Regions from separate parts of the Capra hircus genome. Here region 2 is linked to region 1. A link is a contact called in public Hi-C data. All regions are on one chromosome and are shown on one strand. The core of a region is the stretch at or near the end of the contact, and the rest is flanking DNA. Distances in the headings are between cores, read along the strand shown. Region 1 holds the start of GCNT1 (beta-1,3-galactosyl-O-glycosyl-glycoprotein beta-1,6-N-acetylglucosaminyltransferase). Region 2 overlaps PRUNE2 (protein prune homolog 2).

Evidence for each region. A called contact is a pair of places that touch in the nucleus more often than the background predicts.
Region 2: a contact with region 1 is called in a Hi-C map of blood, with 3 times the contacts expected there. The contact joins the enhancer-like site here to the promoter of GCNT1 in region 1. A contact is called at or near these places in 2 of 5 Hi-C or Micro-C datasets (blood and liver).

The regions. Positions count from the first base shown.
Region 1 is chr8:52,349,909-52,354,339 of ARS1.2, reverse strand. It overlaps GCNT1 (beta-1,3-galactosyl-O-glycosyl-glycoprotein beta-1,6-N-acetylglucosaminyltransferase), which reads right to left and starts at 2,555. Exons shown (of 4, transcript XM_018052088.1): 1 at 2,288-2,555; 2 at 1,326-1,503.
Region 2 is chr8:52,553,187-52,557,617 of ARS1.2, reverse strand. The region is part of intron 9 of PRUNE2 (protein prune homolog 2); the gene reads left to right. Among named protein-coding and RNA genes, the nearest start is that of GCNT1, 200 kb to the right of the region's middle. Within about 2 kb of position 2,542, at least 1 of the 5 cell types and tissues checked has an H3K27ac peak or open chromatin away from gene starts, as enhancers often do.

The DNA of each region.
Region 1 (4,431 bases), core at 1,306-3,805:
AGTTCCTGTAGATCTGTAGTGATTTTTTTTTTCTGGCCAAACCAAGCAACATGTGGAGATCTTTGTTTCCATATCAGGGATTGAACCAGTGGCCCCTGCAATGGAAACTCACAGAGACATAACCACTGGACCACCAGGGAAGTCCCTAGATTTCATTTTGTAGAGTTGATCCTGCTGGTGCTCAGTCACTAACTCACCTCTGATTCGACAATCTGGACTGTAGCTCACCAGGAGATAGTTCATAGTTCTCAAGAGAAACAGTTCTTAGTGTTAAGCAACAAAACTGCAAACGGAAAAGAACTAGAGGACTTTGGTTGTCCAGTGGTTAAGAATCCGCCTGCCAACGCAGGGGACACGGGTCGGCCTCCGGGTCCAGAGGATCCCACATGCCTCAGAGCAACTAAGCCCGTTGTGCCACAACTGCTGAGCCCACATGCCGCAACCACTGAAGCAAATGCTCCTCAGCAAGAGAAGCTCCCAAAATGAGAAGCTCACACACTGCAACCAATGAGAAGCCCCTGCTGGTGCCAACCAGAGGAGGTCCCTGCAGCAACAAAGACCCACCATGGCCAAAAGTAATAAATAAGAAGTAACTAGTGACTGGAAGCTGTCCTATAGTTAATCGAGGATGAACTATATTTAATGAAGAATGAAATCCAATACGTGTTTACGGCCAAGGCTGAGAAGTTCCTTTCCAACATCAGGCTGAAGGAAAGGCCGAGAGGCACTGATTAGAACCTTCCAACCCTCACCATGAGATGGAAGGGGGAAAAAAATCAACTTCTTTTATCTACCAATAAAACTCTGTAAAAGTAAATTCACCGTCTGTTACCTTATTTTTAAACATGGAACAGTGTCTGAGAACTCCAAAGTTTCCCTGAAGGACCATCTTGAAGGCCTGCTAAAAATCCATGAAGGCTTAATTAAGCCACAGCAGAAAGCCATTTTCCTTAATCCCGGGCAGCGGGGTTGGAACTGCCTGGGTTCCTAGTAGGTCATTTACACTAATCTTTAAAAACCATTCAGCCCTCTTCCTCCCCTCTGTAAAACAAATCTGCCCTTCAGAACAGCTCTAAAAGGGAGGCAGGATGCCCAGAGAAGCTTACAAGTAAGTGTCTGGGCAGATGCTCACCTAGCCCTCACCAAATGCAGACCACAAAAAGCTGTGGCCTTGTTCTCATCTCCAGGCACCATACTTTCTCTGAACACTGTATATCCCCTCAATTTGCCTCCTGTCCTACTACTCGTAAAATGAAGACTCTCTTCCCCCTAGAACGAAATAACAAAGCCAACAAGTGTGTAGGATGCCAGATGACAAGACTCACCTCCAACCGGGCAGCCCGCAAGGCCCAGCCTGGATGCACGGGCGACCTATCATCCACCGAAAAAGATGAGAAGTGTGTAGCAGGCTGGGGTGCCTGTGTTTTGCTCGGCATCCAGGAACAGAGCTGCAAGGCAGGGCGGAAAAGAGCTGTGAGGGAGAGCTTCTTCCACTCCAAAAAGCTAATCAACAAAAATTGGAAACATCTGAATCAGAAATTGAGCGCTAACAACACAAAACCAAAAAGAACCTAGGAAGGGAATATAATGCATTCAAGAACAATCACCTGTGTCACCACAGAGCCAGCAGTAGCAGCCCGCGTTCCAGACGCGGCGTGAACCAGGCAGAGCAAACAGGAAGGGGAGGAAACGCGTGGGGGCTTTGGAGCCCCTAGAGCAGCGTCTCTTTTCCAGTGGTTAGCCCCCAGGGTGAGTCATTTAACATCCCGGCGCAGGCTTCTTTCTTTATCAGTAAAATGGGGGTAATAAATACCTCTCCGCAGGGACACGGTTAGCATTGTGCGAAGTTAGTCTCTGGCCCCCAAAGCACAACAGTGAGCAACTGTTCGCGCCCGGCCTCTCCATGCCCGCAGCCGCCAACTCCCGATTCCTAAGCTACTACTCGCTACGTGAACCAGGGGGAAAGACAGAAGAAACAAGTGGCTTCCAGGTGATACTGGGCACCAAAGTCCTAGCCCCAGGCTCCCCGAACCGGACGGAAGAGTTGGGTCGAGGCAGGGCGCTCTGCACCACCCCGGGTCCCGGACGCACAAGCTGGAAGCGGATTCCCACCGCGCATCCTCTTTCTCCTGCCCCGGCTCCGCGTCCTCTTTCCCCGGAGGAGCTGACCCCACTCGCTGCAGCCGGGCCCTGGCTAAGTGGCGGCTTCCTCCTTCCCGCCTATCCTTCCCGTTTCCTCCCCTCCAGCCAGGCAGCCGAGCAGGAGATCTGGTGGGGCGTTGGTTACCTGCAGCGAGCGCCTGGCCCGGAAGACGCTGGAGGGTGCTGGGCAGCACGGGGACGCTCTCGCCCGGCGCTGCTCCGCGCTAGGCTGACTGAGCTCTTGGCGCCGGAGGACCGCGCGGCCGGGTCTCGGGCCGCCCACCCTCGCGCCCGTGCGCCACGCCCCTGGGCCCGCCCCTCTGGGCCCCGCCCAGCGCATCCCTGCTTTGCAGACCTCTGCTGCCGTGGGCCTTCTGGCCCAAGTCAGGGCGCCCTCTGGGCATTTCGTTGTCTGGTGGAAGTGCTTGACTCTGCGTGCTTCCTCTTTCTCCTTCCTTAGGTTGACTTGGGTTCTTAGTTGGGAGAACCGCTTAGGGACTGAGCACTTGAGTGGGGTCTTCAGAATTTTATTGCCCCTTCCTGGGAGGCAGGAACCGCGGGAAGCGCTGTCTTTTCTGATTTTAAAAATAGGGTTTATAACCAAAGGAAAAAAAAAAAATTCCGGAGGTCTTTATATTGTGTTAAAATTAGATGTAACCATTGGGTTTGTTTGTTTTCCGTGATGAGAGTTGTCTACAGAGTCCTGTGGGTCTCCTGAACACAAGGCCTTTCATGTCCCCCAGTTCTTTGATTATAGGAAACAGCCTCCATTCAGCCTCCATGACCTTCCCTAAGTTCCACTGAGCAGATTCAAGCAGTTATTAAGACTAGGGAGAAACCATCAACAGCAGCCCTGGGGCAAGGTCCCTTTTCCTCAACAACAAATACACACACAATATCTTTGAACTGTTCCATAAATACTGAAACATGGTATACTGCCCAGGAGCATTTAGATCGCAGAGCCCTTAGACCTGAAGGTTGATGATGCTGACTTATTTCACCACAAATAAGTCTTGCTTTAATTTTGTTTAGGAATCTTCTTAAAATGCATTATGTGCAAGACCTAGAACAAGGAAAGGGAGCTCCTTGTTCATGAACCTCTAAGCCATGGTTTATGTTTTTATCATGGAAACAAAAGTCTGAACCCAAAATATCTTCTGCAGATATACACGGCATGTACACATTGGTCAGAATTAGAGAAAAAGTAATTGCAACTCTTTTTTCAATCTATTGCTAATCCAGATGACCTTTTTAACTAAAAGACAGTGATAATTTTAAATTTCTTAAGTCAACCCATTGTGAAATCAATTATACTAAAACTCTAATACTGCATTATGAAATTAAATTCATAAATTTTATTAATTCAGTGTTTGAAACTAAGCCTGTCACTTCCACTAGATTAAACATGTTTCCTCCATCCTCACTTGACCAGTTTTTTTCTTACTGTGCTTTCAGCAAGAATATTTTCAGTTTTTTTTTTTTTTTAATTATCAATACTTAGTATTCCTATTTAGGGGAGCAGAATATGCCACCCCAAAACATGTCCCTTTGTCTTAAGAGTCATTTTAAACTCGTTATTTTTAAGAAATTTTAAACACAAGAAAAGCTCTGAAACCAAGTTAAAGTTACTCTTGTGTGAAGATATTTTTATATATAAGAGAAATCATATATGACAACTTTGTAAGGGTGTCTCTCTCCCTGTACTAGGAAGAGGTAGTGTGGAAGTGTTAGTTGCTCAGTCGTGTCCAACTCTTTGCAACCCCATGGACTGTAGCCCAGCAGGTTCCTCTGTCCATGGGCTTCTCCAGGCCAGAATACTGGAGTGGGTTGCCATTCCCATCTCCAGGAGAACTTCCCAACCCAGGGATCGAACCCAGGTCTCCTGTATTGCAGGAGGATTCTTTACCCTCTGAGACACCAAGGAAGCCCTACTGGGAAGAGGGAGAATGACAAACCTCTAAAAATTCTTATCAAAGCATTACAACACTCCTTTTGTTCACTGTGCTTTCTTATTTTTGATGACTATCTAAAGTGACTATACCCCACCCCACCCCACCCACATCTTCTTTCATCTTTAGCTGAAGATGGTATTTAAGGTGAGGGCTTAAACCAAGTGGGAAAATTACTCAATTTTACCAGGCCTTTCTCAGTGAAGTGTAAGATACACAGCCAATTTTGAAGTCTTAATATGAAAAAAAAATTTTAGTATCTCATTTAAATGTATTTAAAAATATTAATTATAGATTGAAATGACAGTATTTTGGATATATTCTTTATAAAAGTATTTAA
Region 2 (4,431 bases), core at 1,293-3,792, 200 kb before region 1:
ACCAGATACCATGATCTTCATTTTCTGAATGTTGAGCTTTAAGCCAGCTTTTTCACTCTCCTCTTTCACTTTCATCAAGAGGCTTTTTAGTTCCTCTTCACTTTCTGCCATAAGGGTACTGTCATCTGCATATCTGAGGTTATTGATATTTCTCCCGGCAATCTTGATTCCAGCTTGTGTTTCTTCCAGTCCAGCGTTTCTCATGATGTACTCTGCATAGAAGTTAAATAAGCAGGGTGACAATATACAGCCTTGACATACTCCTTTTCCTATTTGGAACCAGTCTGTTCCATGTCCAGTTCTAACTGTTGCTTCCTGACCTGCATACAGGTTTCTCAAGAGGCAGGTCAGGTGGTCTGGTATTCCCATCTCTTGAAGAATTTTCCACAGTTTATTGTGATCCACACAGTCAAAGGCTTTGGCATAGTCAAGAAAGCAGAAGTAGATGTTTTTCTGGAACTCTCTTCCTTTTTCCATGATCCAGCAGATGTTGGCAATTTGATCTCTGATTCCTCTGCCTTTTCTAAAACCAGCTTGAACATCAGGAAGTTCACAGTTAACATATTGCTAAAGCCTGGCTTGGACAATTTTGAGCATTACTTTACTAGCATGTGAGATGAGTGTAACTGTGCAGTAGTTTGAGCATTCTTTGGCTTTGCCTTCCTTTGGGACTGGAATGAAAACTGACCTTTTCCAGTCCTGTGGCCACTGCTGAGCTTTCCAAATTTGGAGGCATATTGAGTGCAGCACTTTCACAACATCATCTTTCAGGATTTGAAATAGCTCAACTGGAATTCCATCACCTCCACTAGCTTTGTTTGTAGTGATGCTTTCTAAGACCCACTTGACTTCGCATTTCAGGATGTCTGGCTCTAGGTGATTATTATAATCTCTTTCATATTATTCATTTATTAAATGACTTTTATTGCTAGTTCTTCTGTTTATAGCATCTGCTGGCAATTTTTCATAATATTTTTCCCTAGTGTAATTTGCAGCTTAGGAGGTGTGGGTTGGGGGTGTTGATGTGAGTTCATCTTTTAGAGGGTTTTTAACTTTCTCCTAAGTGGATTTCCAGTGAATCCTAGTTAGTGAAAGTAGCACTGCCAAGTGGTTTCATATTTGATTCTTCTGGAACCCTGGGAATCTAGGCTTGTAATGGTCCTAGATGAGTTTTAATTTTAATCTCTTGGCTTGGGTTTGCTACATCACTCAGGTAATATAAATCAGACACACTTGGCATACAAATAGTGTGTCTAATTCTCAGTGGTTGCTTTTTATTTTCCACCCAAGATTACAGGCAGACTATGCTTTCTGAGGCCAGAGGATAGAGTTTGTTCTCACTCTCTTTTCATTCAGAGGGCAGTTCTTTAGGGACCATGGCCTTATGTGGAAGTTCAGATCCAGGTCTGTCTTCTAGCACCTGGAGGTCCCTTCTCCTGTGGGGCCCTAAGGCCTATGTCCAGTCAAGAATGCTGCAGACTAACTTTCATCAGGTTTCTAGAATAACTGTTCATTTCTGGCACCTGGACTTTCCCTTGGTCTCTTTCAAGTTTGGAAATGTATGGATGACTTTTAGGGTGTTCTGTCTTACATAGCATTTCTTTGTATTTATAACAATAAATGACATTACACCTTGTCAGACACTTTCTAATCTCTTCTTTTTAGCAATAAAGTCTCACAGTGACAGCTCAAGGGTTTCTACCTTGAATTCAATAGCACTGTTTTATTTTGATTAAACTTACGCAACTATTTCTTTTAGGCAAGTGATTCTAAGTTTCCATGTATAGTGATACAAATCTTTCTTTCAGAGCAAACTTGAATAAAATAAGTCAATTTAAATAAAAGTATTAAGTAAATTGACAAGGGTTAGGTGACTGTGAAAAACCCGTAAAGGTAGTATATTAATATTCAAGTTTATAGAATACTTGAAAGCATTTGATGCTCTTCTGAGCTTTGTCCTCATCTTTTAAAGTGTTCTTTTATGTTTTAGCAACCTAGACAGGAAGATGTGTACATCAGCCTGAGCCTGGGCTGAGAGTGTAGGAAATCAGGGCATAGTGTGAGTCAGATACTCCCTTCAAAACAAGCAGTAAAGATCGGTATAAACAGTAGTACTACTCAGAATGGGTTGGATTAGCAGTTTGAGAAACCCAACATCTCTGGGTAAGACAAAAAATTCTTTCTTGCTGGTATATCCAGTGAGCTTTGTTTAGCAGAGGCTCTGCTCCTCATAGCCGTCGGGCTGAGCTCCTCCATAGGCACCAAGGTGGGGAACAACGCGTGACACCCATGCTTTCTCCTAATTCTTCTTCCCAGAAGTGAAACCTGCCACTTCGGCCACCATTTCATTTGTCAAAGCAAGTCACAATGCCCACCTTCATTTCAGAGGAGGACAGGGAAGTACACTTCTACCACGTGTGCAAAAAGTGGAGAGCCAGAACTGTTTGGTGAAGATCGGTGATGTTTATAAAACCACCCAGCAAACAAACAATTCCAGATCCATCCTCTAGATGGAGATGTGGAGCTAAGCATCTTTTGGAGAGGATGGCCACGGTAGAGTCAGTCTTGTGTTTACAGCTCCCCACAACCTGTTTGGTACCTCCGTGCTGTATACGGAAAACCCCAAATTAAGTAGCGACTACCGATGGATACGGTAAAATACTTACCTTCACGATGGATTGATTCGTTACCCAACCGATCCCGAGAGGCGTCCATTACTGATGTAAAACTCCGTGCTATTCCATTGCCAATTATTCTGTTTGGCTGCTTTATTTCTACAAATATTTATCGGCCTAATGTATGAATGTGGTAGTATTGACAATGGCTGCAACTTGGGTTTCTCCCAGGTTTGCCTCTGGGCTGTTCTGGTTCAGTGTTCCTTCTCTTTTCCTGGGGTTTCCTGAAAAAGTCCACATGGCTTTCTGTAACGTGGGTTTGTGGGTCCCTCGCCTGATCACTGCCTGATCGCAGCTTCAGTTTCTCTCTTCCCTCAGGTATGTCACTTTTGGTTTCCTAGCACCTCCTTAACAGGGCCTCTGCTCTGTGCTGCAAAAAGACATTGAGAGACAAAGACTCTGTTTACTAACTTCAGTGCCTCCAGGGGCACTTACAGTCTCTACGGAGATCTGTTTAGCAGGGAAACTTACCCTTGCCTGGGCCAATACTCAAATTTTAGGAAACTTAATTATGTTTTGCCTAACCATGACACATACTTCAGTTAAATCACTGATCCTACATTATGTTTAAACTGGGGGCATGTAATACCTTAAACTTAGTCAGTGCTTTATAATTTTCAGAGTACTTCCTTATTCTGTTTGTTCTCCATAGTCCCTGTAATGTTGGGTATTTATTATCTTCCTTTAAAATCACAAAGATAGTTAATTTTCTCAAGGTTAATCAGCTTGTCAGTACTAACAGTAGAACTATAACCCATAACTAGACCCTCATGTCTAGGACTCTTTCAATTATTCCATGATGTTGCCCATAGCTTAGAAACATCAGTAAAACCTGCAAAAATTTAAGGTGGATACTATCTATTTTTAAACTTCGTATTGGGCCTATGGCCAGCACCCCTTTGTGCCCTCTGAATCAAGTAGATATGATGTCTTTTTTTTTTTTTAAGGTTGACTCATAGGCAACTAGGGAAAATCATGTACGTGTGCATTTAGGGAAGTTCAAGTTCAATAATTCAATCCAACACATATTTGTTGAGTGTTTATACCAGGTGCTGGAGATGTAATAGTGAAGAAGACAGACATGGTTTCTGTCCTCATGAAGCTTCAAGGCTAATGGAGAAAGCAGTTACAATAGACAGCAAAAGGAACTTCAATAAAGGAGACAGCATTTTTTTTCTTTCAATATTATTCTTAGGCATTGCACAGTCTCTTTTGTTTATTGGTGAGGGAAGGGAGACACAGAAAGATTAGATAACTTGCCATGTGACACAGTAAGGGATGGAGCTAAGATTTGAATGTAACTGCTCTCAGCAGCATTTCGCTGTGTCACAGGTCCTACAGGGTTGGCGACAAGGAGAACACACCCAGATGACAAAGCATCATTGCAGGGAGATCTGGAAAATTGCAGCAGTACAGGAAACCCAGACAACTATCCCTCTGGGTCCCAGGTCTTTCAAAACGGGGGCCCCTAGAAGGCCTTCTCTTTGCCCACCACTCCCCCCTCCACTGCTGGGCAGTTCAGTTTGCTGCCTCCCAATGCCGTCTGTCTCTGGCGGGAGTTATCTTATTCCTGCCATTACATTATTGTCTTTGGCTCACATGCTGACCCCTCGTTCTTTTCAACTAAGCTGCAGGACTCATTTCAGAGAACATACACGGCAGAAGCCATAGCAAGTGTATGGAGAAAGAAACTCCTTATGTTTTTGAAGAGGTCTGTAGGGTTGACAGGTAAGGAGGAAGGCATTTACTTCTTTCA